2 separate regions of the Mus musculus genome follow, and region 2 is linked to region 1. Evidence: chromatin contacts called from public promoter capture Hi-C data. All regions are on one chromosome and are shown on one strand. Each heading gives the region's core, a stretch centred on a gene start, on an enhancer-like site or on the middle of the called end of the contact. The rest is flanking DNA. Distances are from core to core; before and after follow the strand shown.

The links. Promoter capture Hi-C pulls out the DNA fragments that hold promoters and counts their contacts.
Region 2: a contact with region 1 is called in a promoter capture Hi-C map of liver, with 6 times the contacts expected there. The contact joins the enhancer-like site here to the promoter of Spp2 in region 1. A contact is called at or near these places in 7 of 39 promoter capture datasets (the C10 cell line, embryonic stem cells, hippocampal neurons and 2 more).

Annotation. Positions count from the first base shown.
Region 1 is chr1:88,404,951-88,410,978 of GRCm38.p6, forward strand. Spp2 (secreted phosphoprotein 2) reads left to right here and starts at 2,060. Exons shown (of 8, transcript NM_029269.3): 1 at 2,060-2,266; 2 at 2,367-2,491. The coding sequence starts at 2,200.
Region 2 is chr1:89,552,956-89,558,969 of GRCm38.p6, forward strand. All of the region lies in intron 1 of Agap1 (ArfGAP with GTPase domain, ankyrin repeat and PH domain 1), which reads left to right. It overlaps Gm41914 (a long non-coding RNA gene), which reads right to left. Exons shown (of 5, transcript XR_003947925.1): 3 at 2,803-6,014; 4 at 2,235-2,417; 5 at 1,553-2,092. Among named protein-coding and RNA genes, the nearest start is that of Gm41914, 25 kb to the right of the region's middle. Within about 2 kb of position 2,501, at least 91 of the 459 cell types and tissues checked have an H3K27ac peak or open chromatin away from gene starts, as enhancers often do. A contact at or near this core is called in liver, where this site is marked.

The DNA.
Region 1 (6,028 bases), core at 810-3,309:
TGTAAACAAACAGCAGGAAGCTTTCTCAAAATCTTCACTTTCTTAGAAACCAAATTGCCTATGGTCCATCAGAATTGGAACAGAGGCAGGGGCACTGTGGAGGCACAAAGCTGTCCCTGTCAAGGGGACCAGAAGCAGAAGGAGCTAAAAAGGAAGTATTCCTTGGGGGTCCACCACCTTTGAGACACTTCCTTTGTGCAGGCCCTGCCTCCCAAAACAAATAGCATCACCAAGGGTCTATGGCAGTGGGACGGAGTGGTGGGGTGGGGAGCCGCATTTCATATTCAAGCCATAACACTCACAGGGGCAAAGTTCCCTGGCTGAGAATCTCTGTTCTGTATGTATTCTCATTTCTCAGGCATGGGTGTGGATCTGAATCACATGGAGAGAGAGGGAGAGGAGGAGGAGAGGGGGAGAGGAAGAGGAAGGGGGAGAGAGAAAGAGAGGTGGGAGAAGGGTTTGTCAAATAAAGGCAACTGGTCCTCTCTCTGGAGTCTCTGTTGGGTCCTTCTGGGTGGGTCTGGAAGGTACACATTTTCAGTGAAAGTCCTAGGTGGTGCTGAAGCTATCTGGGGTCTTTGCATGATGCCTATTCTGATGGCACCACTGACGTTTCCAGAACCCAGAAATACTGAGATGAGGACAGAAAGCAGACTCTTAGTGACGGAGCTCAGTTTAGCAATCGTGATGCTATAAGAAATCAGAAGGCAGCTGTGAAGTTCGTGGTTTAGGGATCAGTTGAAGATTCCATTTTTACATTTGTTCTAAATTTAGTGATCCCACCCCAGTGCAAATAATATGATGGGGAGGATGAGAAAGAGGAAATGACCTTGGAAAGTAATGCATCTTCATTTACGATGCAGCCATAGCCCATCGGTTCTTGCTCAGTGTGTTCCCAGGTACTCCTGTTAAATGGTCTGTGATGTACTTTATATAAATTTCCAGGGACTGTGTGCAGGGCTATACAATGCTTCACTTACTGCCACCCAATTTTGAATACTTTGACCGAGTATTTGGGGGCTGGAATAGCAGAAAATCACTGGGATGATGGAGGCACACATTTCTGCAAACCGGAGGAAGAACAAGAAATCACCATAGCATGAGCGTGACTGGATGGCTTATATTTAATCTTCTGGGTTTACAAGACATGATGGAATTCTGCAGGGGCATTTTAAAAGTCATTGCTTTCTAGCTTCCATCAGAGCCCACCCTGCACGCCTGGTGCTAACACTTAATTATAGCCAAGAGAATCTGAGAAATGCAGTGGTCCCCCCCTCCCTCACCCCAGCAAACGTCAAGCAAAATCAATAGCTCAGTGCTGGCAACAGGATGCTGTTGTTCCCTTCATCTCCTCCGCTCATCTGCAATTGCTTTTATTACTGCAGTTCATTTAATGAGTCCAGAGCGTTTGGAGCCAGATGGTGACATTAGTTCAATCTGGAAGACTCTAATGGAATTGAGTTCAAACCAGGTTAAAAGTAACGGAATTACAAATTCCAGTGGTCATTGTCTTGTGGTATTACGCTCTGGGTACTTGTTATACACCAGAAGTTAGCGCCAGCTTCAAATGAAAGACCTGAAAGACAGTTGAGTGAGACCTGGTGCACTCATACACTCACTCATCCGCTGCATGCTTCATTACTCTCCCTATCACAAACACGGCCATTGTGGTTTCTGAACCATGGCCTCTGTAGTGGAGGTGGCAGGCAGAGCTAAGCCAACAGGAAAATCACTCCGCGTGAGTGCAGTCTCTAGGAAGGGAGGACTCTGGCATTGAGAGGTGGAGGGTGAAGGATTTTGAGGACCTGGGAAAGGACTAGATGCACAAGCTTTAAAGTCACCGTTTTGTTGAGTCCACAATTATGTCCCCTCCCCCAAAGAACAAAATGCAAAGAGAGAAGATAAACATTATACAGGGAGACCCAAGCCTCTCTGAATGTCTCCTGCTGTGGGATAAAGTCCCTCGGAGAGGTCCAAACTTCAAAAGTGGCCTCAGTCTGGAATTTTTCCACAGGAAAAGTCAGCAGTAAATATTGACACCGGAATCAATCATCTCTACTGAGGTTCCAGATTGCTCCAGCCAGCCAGGGCAGCTAGGTCACAGGTGACAAGAATAAGACAGCCACCCTCTGAAAGAGCTGTCATCCAGAAGCCTGGAGAGAGGCCGTCTCCCTGACTCTGGGTCGCCATCCTCTCAGTATGGAGCAGGCAATGCTGAAGACGCTGGCTTTGTTGGTGCTGGGCATGCACTACTGGTGTGCCACAGGTAAAGGACACATGCCACCGCTGGCCACCTGCCCTAGGTGATCACAGCCCTCTCGGTGCCTCATCTCTCTCTCACTGTGGCCTGTGTGTTTGCTGTCTAGGTTTCCCGGTGTACGACTACGACCCTTCCTCTCTGCAGGAAGCTCTCAGTGCCTCAGTGGCAAAGGTGAACTCGCAGTCCCTGAGTCCTTACCTGTTTCGGGCGACCCGGAGCTCCTTGAAGAGAGTAAGTGAATGGAGATACCTCCCTGAGCCATTTTTTTACCACCCCCGCCCCCGTCTTGACTTCACCTACTTTGTTGAGTAGATTATTCTTCTGTTTACAATGATCACAGTCTGTCCTCTTCCATGCTGACTTTTTGGACTGAGAAGAGATTTAATTACATTTTGTTGTTGTTGTTGTCCCGAGGCTGTCAAAGCTTCCTGGGACATCTGATTCTTCCCTCTGTGTTTTCCCTCTGACCTCGGCTTTTCTCTGTGTGTGTCCTGGTTTGGGGTGAAGATCCCAGAAGTCCTTGTGATGCTGTTTGATTGGGAGGTGCTGCCTAATGAGAAAGAGACTCTCTCCCCACTCAGCATTGGGCTACCAGTGTTTATAGGAAAGAAACGCTGGCTTCTGAGTCCATGAAACCCACCCACTCTGGTGGACTTGATAGTGCTGTTTCCCGATCACCTAGAGAACTTGGGAAAGAGACATTATCTCGGGCTTGCTGTGACTCACTGTGGCCAAAGTGAGGGGGAAGCAGAACAGGATCATAGAGAGGCCTTTCTCCTTCCTGCTCCCTGAGGAGTCTCTCTGTCTTCTTATAGGCTTAACTGGGCTAACAGGGAGGTAGGGACAGACATGAAGAAGAAATAGGACTGACAAGCTCATGGAGACATGAGTAGAGCCTTGTGGTCAGCAGCCACTACCTCCACACAGAGGCCACATGGCCGCTCCTACTGGCTGCTCCCTTTTCCACCCTATTCTAGGCTACCACCTCTTACTTACACTCAGCTACTCCTCTCATACTCAGCTGCTCCTCTCACACTCAGCTGCTCCTCTGCTCCTCAACAGCATACACACTTCATTCTCCCAGCTCAACTGCATGTAAAACATGTCCCTTTGGTCCCCTTTTGCAGACACTGGTTCCAAGTTTTCTTTCTCCCAAATGCAAAGCAAATTTCATTGCTTTGGTTGCCTTTTCTAGCTGGATAACTGGGTTGTGAAGGTGTAGACTGAGCTAGAGTGAGCTGCCAGCCCCACCCAGCACCTGACTGTCAGGGTTCACACTGAGCACGCTGGTGGGGAGGCACTTAGAGGCAGGTGTAGGCAGCTGCTAGCCAAAGGTCAAGCTGCTTCTAGAAGAAAGCCTCATCAGAATGACGCTGCCTCTCCCTCCCACCCTGCTCATGCCAGCACCTAGGCCACATTCCGTTGGCACCGAATGCAATCTTCTTAGAATGTTGTAGAACCCATAGCTCCTTGCCAAACTTGCAGATCTATAGTTTACATCATTTTTAATTTAGCCATTGCTCACTACAGAACGAAACAGTTCATTGAATAGGAGCACAAGGACAGATTCAGAGAGAAGTAACCTGGGACACTGTGGACAGGTAACCAGTGAGCCACGGCCGACACAACATAATCTGACATGTGGCCATCTTGGTATAGTCATATGGGCCTGATCCCGGGCACCTAAAGATTAGCCACTCACAGATGTGATCCTAGCAGATGCTTAGTGTGGCACTTAGCTGTCTCTGTGTTGCCCACCCCATGCCTGCCTGTTCCTGAGCCACTTTTGCTCTTCCCCATCATTTGAGTCCCCATGGTCTTTCCTTGAGCTCTGCATTCCACAATGTCACAGGAAACAACTGCAAAGTTACGGAACAGAGATGGCCTTTACGCTACATCCCGCTATTCTGTTTCTCCTCTGTGTGAGACAGACCCCCTCACTAGTTGGGATGGCCTTTTGTCTCTGCAACCCCTTACAGCCCCACCAGGGAACAAAGATACTGACAGAAGGAACAGCAAGGCAGTAAAGTGTGGTGGGCTTCTTTTTGGCCACTTGCGGTCAAATGAGAGGAGAGATGATTAGCATAAAGATGGTGTTTGTAATCTGAAGAGAAGCAGAATATAAGATTCTGGAACTCTAGCCCTCTAGCCTGATCATGGGAAGAATTAAAAACTGAGTCTGAGAGAGAATGTTTAAGGTCTGGTCAATGGCTGTAGGCAACAGAAATTACTGTGGGTGCAAAGAAGTGTGGGTTGGTGCTTCATTCGGTAATGGCTTCCCACAACCGACAAGACCATGATTTGTCTGACATTCCCCCATCTCTCCCACATTGCAGTAAATGGCTCTCTCTCTCCTCACACTTCTCTGACAACAGGGGCCAGACTTTGTCCTGGAACACTGGGCTCTGCTTTTTCCTCAGACAATAAGCCCTCATCCTCTGAGTCTCTGTTTACATTTTTCCTCTTCTGGAAGGTTCCACTGAATCTTTTATAACTCAGCTACTCCCTCCCTAACTCAGCTACTCCCTCCTTTCTCTCCCATGTCCTCGTGCTGGCTGCCATTCTTCAGCATGAACTACCCGAATGGTCTTCTTTCATTTTCTGTCAAGCATCTACAGGGAAGTACCTGCTGGAATCACAGCTGCCTGATATCTTTTCTGCTCTGTCTCAGGTGCCCAGTGCACAGTGAAGGGCTTGGTATATCACAGCATCCCCTGTCCTCAGACCACCCAGGTTTTTTCAGGAACTTTGAAAGGTTCCCCAGGATGCCACCCTTGGTGGAAAGAATTAGAAAATGATGTAGATTCAATCATAGGTCAATATGTTCAACCAGGAGATGGCTTATAGCTCATTTTCTTGTTGGTAGACATGTGTGATGCCTTCGTTTAGAAAATGTCACTACAGGTCCAAAACAGATTCTTGCTGTTTTGTGAGACTGAACTTGCAAAGACTAAGATCATGGCTCCTGGGAAAGATTTAGAGTGAGGTTCCCAAGAGTCTTGGGGCACAATACTTTCATTGACACATTCAACATATAGCCTTGATTTTGTGAGTTCTTCCTTATTGGTACCTAATATAATATACATTGTAGACTCATTACCAGTGAACTCACTACCCACAGGCCTGGGATTCCCCCCCCCCCTGCAAAGAACTCTTATTGAATGCATGTATTTTCTACATAAGGCACATCAAAGTCTCTTACTCTTGATGCCAGGGGGCTTCTGTCACTACCCTGGGGACTAAGATGATCCAAAGAAAGCACAACAATACCTATCACAAGTTTCCCAACCAAATGTGAGCCACCATGTTCTGTGCACAAGATGGAACAAGATGGCAGGACCCCTTGCCTCCTCCTTCCCTTTACTTGAGGACATGTACATTGGGTGACTCAAAGTCATCACTAGTTTAGGAGCTACAAAATAATATTTGGTGACTAGATGAGCTCACAAGTCCAGACTCTGAGTACCAAGAAGGAGTTGTCAGTGTTGGCATTGGTGTGAAGGCACACATTCTGTCCCCCCTTCCCACTGCCTTCCTTCCTCTCTCCCTTCCTCTCTCCCTTCCATCTACTGTTATTTTAGGACAAGATCTCTCTCTATGGGCCAGGTTGGCCTCAAGCTGGGAACCTCCTGGCTCAGCCTTCCGAGTGCTGGGGTTGGAGGTGTGCCCACCACACACGCTTCTTTGGTTCCACCATGTTCAGGGTTGCATGGCTTTTCTCTATTGGTTTCAGTCTGAGTGCACACCACTGTACATATGCCAAGGTGA
Region 2 (6,014 bases), core at 1,251-3,750, 1.1 Mb after region 1:
ATCCCTTGGCCCATTCAGGTTGACATATAGATTTATCTCCCAGAGGTGGCTAGGTGGTTGGGAGGTCATATCTATAGGCTTCGAGCACCCACTGGCTGTGAGTGCTAGCGACATTCTTCCCATTTTCCCAGGGTTCCTCTGTCCCCGGCCTTGGTTGGAACATGGGAAGTTGATCAAGTAGATTAAAAGTGACTGTCTGGGTTCAGGCTGTCCTCATCAATGGAAACAAATGCTCTTGTCTCTAGGAAGTAGGAGAGGGCTGTGGTATAGAGGGATACACCGACTTGTGAATTTCTGGAGTCTGAATCTCGGCTCTACTACTTTCCAGGGATATAACCCTGATGTATTTAATCACTTTGTGCCCCGTCCCTATGTGAACAATGGGTCAGTGCCTGCTATGTACAGATGTTATGAGCCTTTGGTTGTACCTAGCACATAGAGCTGCAAATAGCGGGTATATGACTCATGAAAGTAGCAAGAGAAGTTTGTTTCTTGAGGGAAAGGACAGTGATTGCTTAAGGAAGAAAAACGGTAACAGAAAAACTAAAGAAAACTCAAGAAATCTGGTGAGATTCATGGAGTAAAGGCTCCTGCTACCAAGCCTGATGGCTTGTGTTCAGTCACTGGGACCCACTTGGTGGTAGGAGAAAACCAACCCCATGTGCACTGTGGCACACACACACACACACACACACACACACACACACATGCGAGCGAGTGCTAAACAGAATTAAGTGTCAAAAACTTAAACAATAACATTGTAAGTTCTAGGCCAGCCAGGAGTATGCAGTGAGGCTTGATCTCAAAACAAACAAAGTTTTTTTCTAAAGAAGACTCTGGAATATAAAGTGGTCACATCCCAATACATATGGACATGATACCAGTTGTAGGGAGACACCTTGCTCTCTCTCTCTCTCTCTCCTCTCATCTCCCTCTCTGGGTATGTGTGTGCTCACTCATAGAAATCCGAGTGGCGGGGTAGCTGAGCCACCTAGCCTCCTCTGTGGAGGGAACTGGTAACAGCCAGAATGGTGAGAAGAGTGAATGTGCAGTGAGTCGTGTCTCTAGAATGTTCCAGAAACACTGACCAAAGCAAGGAAGAAGGTTGGAATGTGCTCCAAGAGTCAAAAAATAATATCTAAAACATTGGTAGAAAATGTTAATTTGCTTTATTAAGAGTTAAGGAAGGCTAGTGCAGTGGTTTGTATAGGTTTGCTGCCATAGACTGGTGTGCTTCAATGTTTGGCCCAAGGGGAGTGGCACTATTAGGAGGTGTGGCCTTGTTGGAGGAAGTGTGTCACTGTGGGGGTGGGCTTTGAGGTCTCCTATGCTCAGGCTCTGCTCAGTAACAGTCTCCTCCTTGCTTGCTGCCTGTGGACCAACGTGTAGGACTGTCAGCTCCTTCTCCAGCACCACGCCTGCCTGCCTGCACATTGCCATTTTCCCTGCCTTGATGATAATGGACTGAACCTCTGAACCTGTAAGCCAGCCCCAGTGAAGTGTTGTCATTTATAAGAGTTGCCTTGGTCAGGGCGTCTCTTCACAGCAATGAAACTCAAACTAAGACAGCTATTAAGATGGCTCAGTGGGTAAAGATGCTTGCCATGCCGTCCTGGTGACCTGACTTCAGTCTACTGAACATGTAGAAAAGTAAAGGGAGAGCTGCCTCCATAAAGTTGTCTTCTGCCCTTTGTATGTAAGTTGTGTGCTGCAAACAGACACATATGTGTACACACATGTGAAAACGTGTGCATGCATGCAAATATTTAAATAAGATGCAAGACAAATTAACAAACAGTAGGTTGAATATTATCAAACACACAGTATTAAAAACAAACTCCAAACCAACGTACCTGTCGAGAAAAGGGAAGGGTGAGAAAGAACATTGTCAGTCGCTGGCTTTGCTTTTTGGGATCGGATGACGAGAGCATAGAGAGGGGGTCCAGGGCTTGCTCTGCTTTCTTGGTGGAGGTCAGGCTGGAAGGGGAGGAAAAGAAGCCGGCAGCAAGCTGAGGGGGACGGCCCTGGCATCAGCTCGCAGGTCTGGCGCACTCCACATTGTACTTCAGGCGATTCTCTGTTGTGAGGTGTCCTGAATAGTGTACAGGATTTGTTAGCATTCTTGGCCTTATACAGAATATGGCACCAGCACCCTTCCCATCTAATGACAAGCCAGACCAGATGCTCTACAGGACAATATGATGTGTTGAGAACCATGGCCTAAGGTGACTCACCGGGGCTGGGGAACTGAGAACACTCCTCGAGAGCTTTAGTGGGCAGGATGGTTGGTCAGACTCTTGCTCTCAAGACTGAAGGGCGGGTGGGAGCTCAGATGTGGGACGACTTGAGTGGCTGTTCTCAGGGCACTGGAGGACGGGACTGCACAAGGGTCAGCCGGCTGGGATGTTGGGAGCCTTCTGCAGATATGTAGGAGGTAACAGGGTAAAGGTAAGCTTGAGGGAGCTTAGAGCTGAACATTCCGTCCACAGAAGGTTGGGAAGATGCCATGGGCTGGATGAGGTCATCCACTGTGGCCGTGCGGCCAGAGAGTTCATGGCCTGGGTTAGGACCTGGGGAATCCCAGACTTTCCAGGGTGGACAGAGGAAGAAGAGCGAAGAAAGGGAGTTTGTTTCTCTTGGTTGCTGTTGCTCAGCAACTCTGACCAAAGAGGTGGGAGGAGAACAGGAGGAGGAAGATGTTTAAGACCAGATGTGGAAGCCTGAGTGGGTGACCTCATAGGAGGTGGAGCTTCTCCCTCTTCCCCATCACCTTTATCACGTCTGGGTCTGTGTGAGACTTACGCTTGCTCTACTTGCTGCACATCATTCTGCTGGGCCAAACTCCGGATGCTGAGAGGAAACCGTGGTTCAGCTGCCATAGTTCTTCCTCCTTGGATCATTTGCAAGGGCCCCAGGGGACCAAGAATGGACAGTTTCCTCTTCATAGTGTAACTGCCCATGTGTGTTTCTGAGACCCACAAGGGATGCTCCTAGCAGTCTAGGCTCTTGGGAGTCCTCTCTTGAGTTGTGTGTGTGTGTGTGTGTGTGTGTGTGTGTGTGTGTGTGTGTGTGTGTGACCAGCCTCCAGGGCACAATCGTGTAGTGACTTGTTTACAGGTTCTCTTTTCTCTTCCCATGGGCAGAATACCATCCATCACTGATGCTCTCTGTCCCTGCCTGAGGGGGACAACTGCAGAGAGCCAAGTGTCCACCAGGGTTTCACACTGCTGTCGACTAGTTCCCAGATGGAGATTACAGCGAGTTGGATGGGCCTGAGATGCTAGCAGTGTTTGCGCTCCGACTCACACTGACCCAGCTCCCTACACCCTAGGCTCTACCACACTCAGAAGACAATGATCAGTGGTGGTCATAATGGCTCCAGGCCGGAGGGGTGGTGTTGTTCCACACACCCGACCTCACCTCAAGGGTCCAGCTTCTAACTGGACATGGAAGGACTGTCCCTGAAAAGGCCTGAACTCTGCCTCCCCCCACCCCTAGTTCCTAGACTCCCAACTCAGAACTGAGGAACAAGGAAACCCTAAAATTCAGAACGCCATCTCCCCCACCACAGGGTTGCTTTAATTAGAGAGTAGGACAGAGTTGTGTTTCCTGGTTGTTTACCACAGGGCAGTGTGTAAAGCTGAGTCTGTAATTAAATCGTCTAGTTGGGAGGAACTGCAGGAGGAACATGTGTGGGACAGACTGGCCTCTCTTCTCTTGCCTATTTATCTGCCCCTGTTACCTGCCACCTTCTTATTCTCCTACAGTCTTGTTAACAGTGTCCTGGAGCAAATTCCGAAGCCTAGTGGCAGACAAGCCCTTTGGCCTTCCTGGATTAGGACCCCTGTCCCCAGCCTGCTTAGGTTGGGTGAGGTGAGCGTCACTCCATTGTCCTCCAGTTAGTAACATCGGATGCTGCTTCTGCAGACCTGCCACCCACATTGCCTGCAGGAGCCTTTTTTTTCCTTCAGAAATGTAATTCTGGTTAAGATCGGAGGTCTTTCATAAGCCATCTGAAGTACCTGCTCTGCCTACCATCTGCTGACAGACACACACATATGCACATTCTCGGAAATGAGAGTTTAGAATGCTGGACAAGACACTCTACATTTTACAATTTCTGGGGCACAAATCTGAGCAGAAGTATATGTAGGCTCCCATAATGTGGAATTCCTGTTTTTAGTGTGTCATGAGTGTGTTTTAGGGACGCATGGGGTTAGAAAATGAATGTCTCCACCCACCCCACCCCCCTTTTTGGGTAGAATGCCTTCCTAGCATTCCTGGGAATAACTCAAGCTGCACTTTGGTAAATGTCAAAAAGTTGGAAGTTCAGGGCAGTGTATGTCGGCCTGTCTGTGTCTGCCAGCTGTTTTCCTGGCCCCGGGCTTCTGTCTTTCTCTAAAACTTTACTTTGTCTTTGGAGTACTTACAGGGACAGCACCTCCTCAGTTTGGGGGGAGGGGAAGCACACTTTCTCAGAGATACCCTATTGCTGTGTGTCACTGTGATTCTGAGCTGACTCCAGTCTAATTTCCAGTAGCTTACCTTACGTGTTATTCTCTCCCTGCCGGCTTTATTTTTCCCCATGTGGATCAACAGTAAGTGCTTTTTGGAAATTGCTGTTCATGATGCCATGTTTGTCCTGGCAATGATTATTTGACCCTTGTAACAGGTGTCCCGCCACTCGCCTGTCTCCATGCCCTTAGCCTCTGCACTACATTGTGCAGGCTGCCCATTTCTGTTGATACCTACCTACATCTGTGTTTTTACACAGCAAAAAAAAATATCAGCAGTAGTTCCTGGGTTCAGGACTGTGCGTGTGCTTTCACAGAGGGTCGTCAAAGGCCGCCCACTCACTCAAAACACACAGCCTGCCTGGCTTTAGGGATTTGTCCTGTGTGTCTTGCTGATATCTTGCATAAGTCTGATACCTTCCCTTTGGAAGGATGTACAAAGAAGCCCAAGGTCTTCTGCCCTCTACCCCGTCCTTCGGCACTTCAGAGTGTGACACCGACAGGCCTGGCTTTAGGGACATGGTGAGATGTCTGCCCAGAAGGATTGCCTTGGCAGGATAGGTTTTCAGCAGCAGCAGCAGCAGGCCCTAGATAAGGGTTTGTTTGGTACTTGGCTTGGTAGAGCCCCACCAAGGGACAGTGGGTCCTAGTCTGATCTTTCTTGCCCCCATTTGTTCTCAGGGCTAGCTGTCCACAGGCATCTACAGTAGGCCAGCTGCCCACAGGCACACCTACTCTGGAAGGTAGCCGGCTCAGCCCTCCACACCAATCTGGTGTGGTCAGTTGGTGTCTGGCCACTTCCTCCCTTTTTTTTGTGGTCCTAGAAATTGTACCAGCAGCAGAGGGCTTTGTCTCAGAGATGAGCACAGCCATGGCCTGCATCCAGAAGGGAAGCACTGTGTGTGTGTGTGTGTGTGTGTGTGTGTGTCCCTGCATGTAGCTCTCCAGGAGAGCCTTGGCTGTCTGGGGGGGGGGGGTAAGATGGTCTAGCTTTACAAACAGCAGGAAGACCCTAAGCTGCTTGCTGGGCTTGGCTTCCTCTCTTGTGGCCTTGACTCTGGTTTCTTTTGGACAAGACGCAGTGGGGAACCTGGTGAAGCTCTGTGGAGGAGGGATAGATACTCAGGTTAAGGGTCAGCTGTGCAGAAATTTCCCAGAAGAATGCAGAGAAATACAGTGGGATCCAATCTTATAAAGAAGGTCTCTCCACTAAAGCAGAGACAACTGAAGGGCAAGTGGCCATGACTACAGGGTTATTACAGTTTCCAGTGACAGACAGACAGACAGACAACACATACCCTAAAGCCAGGTGTCCCTGTCCCATGTGTGGTTTTGGTTGGTATTAGGGACTGAACCCAGGGCGTTGTGGATGCTAAGCTCGGACTTTATCACTGAGCTACAGCGGGTTTGTCAAGGAGAGTTACAGTGCCTTTATGGAGCTTGAAGAAAGTAGAGAAGACTCACGATGTGACAGCAAAAGAATGGCTGTCACTGTTTGTT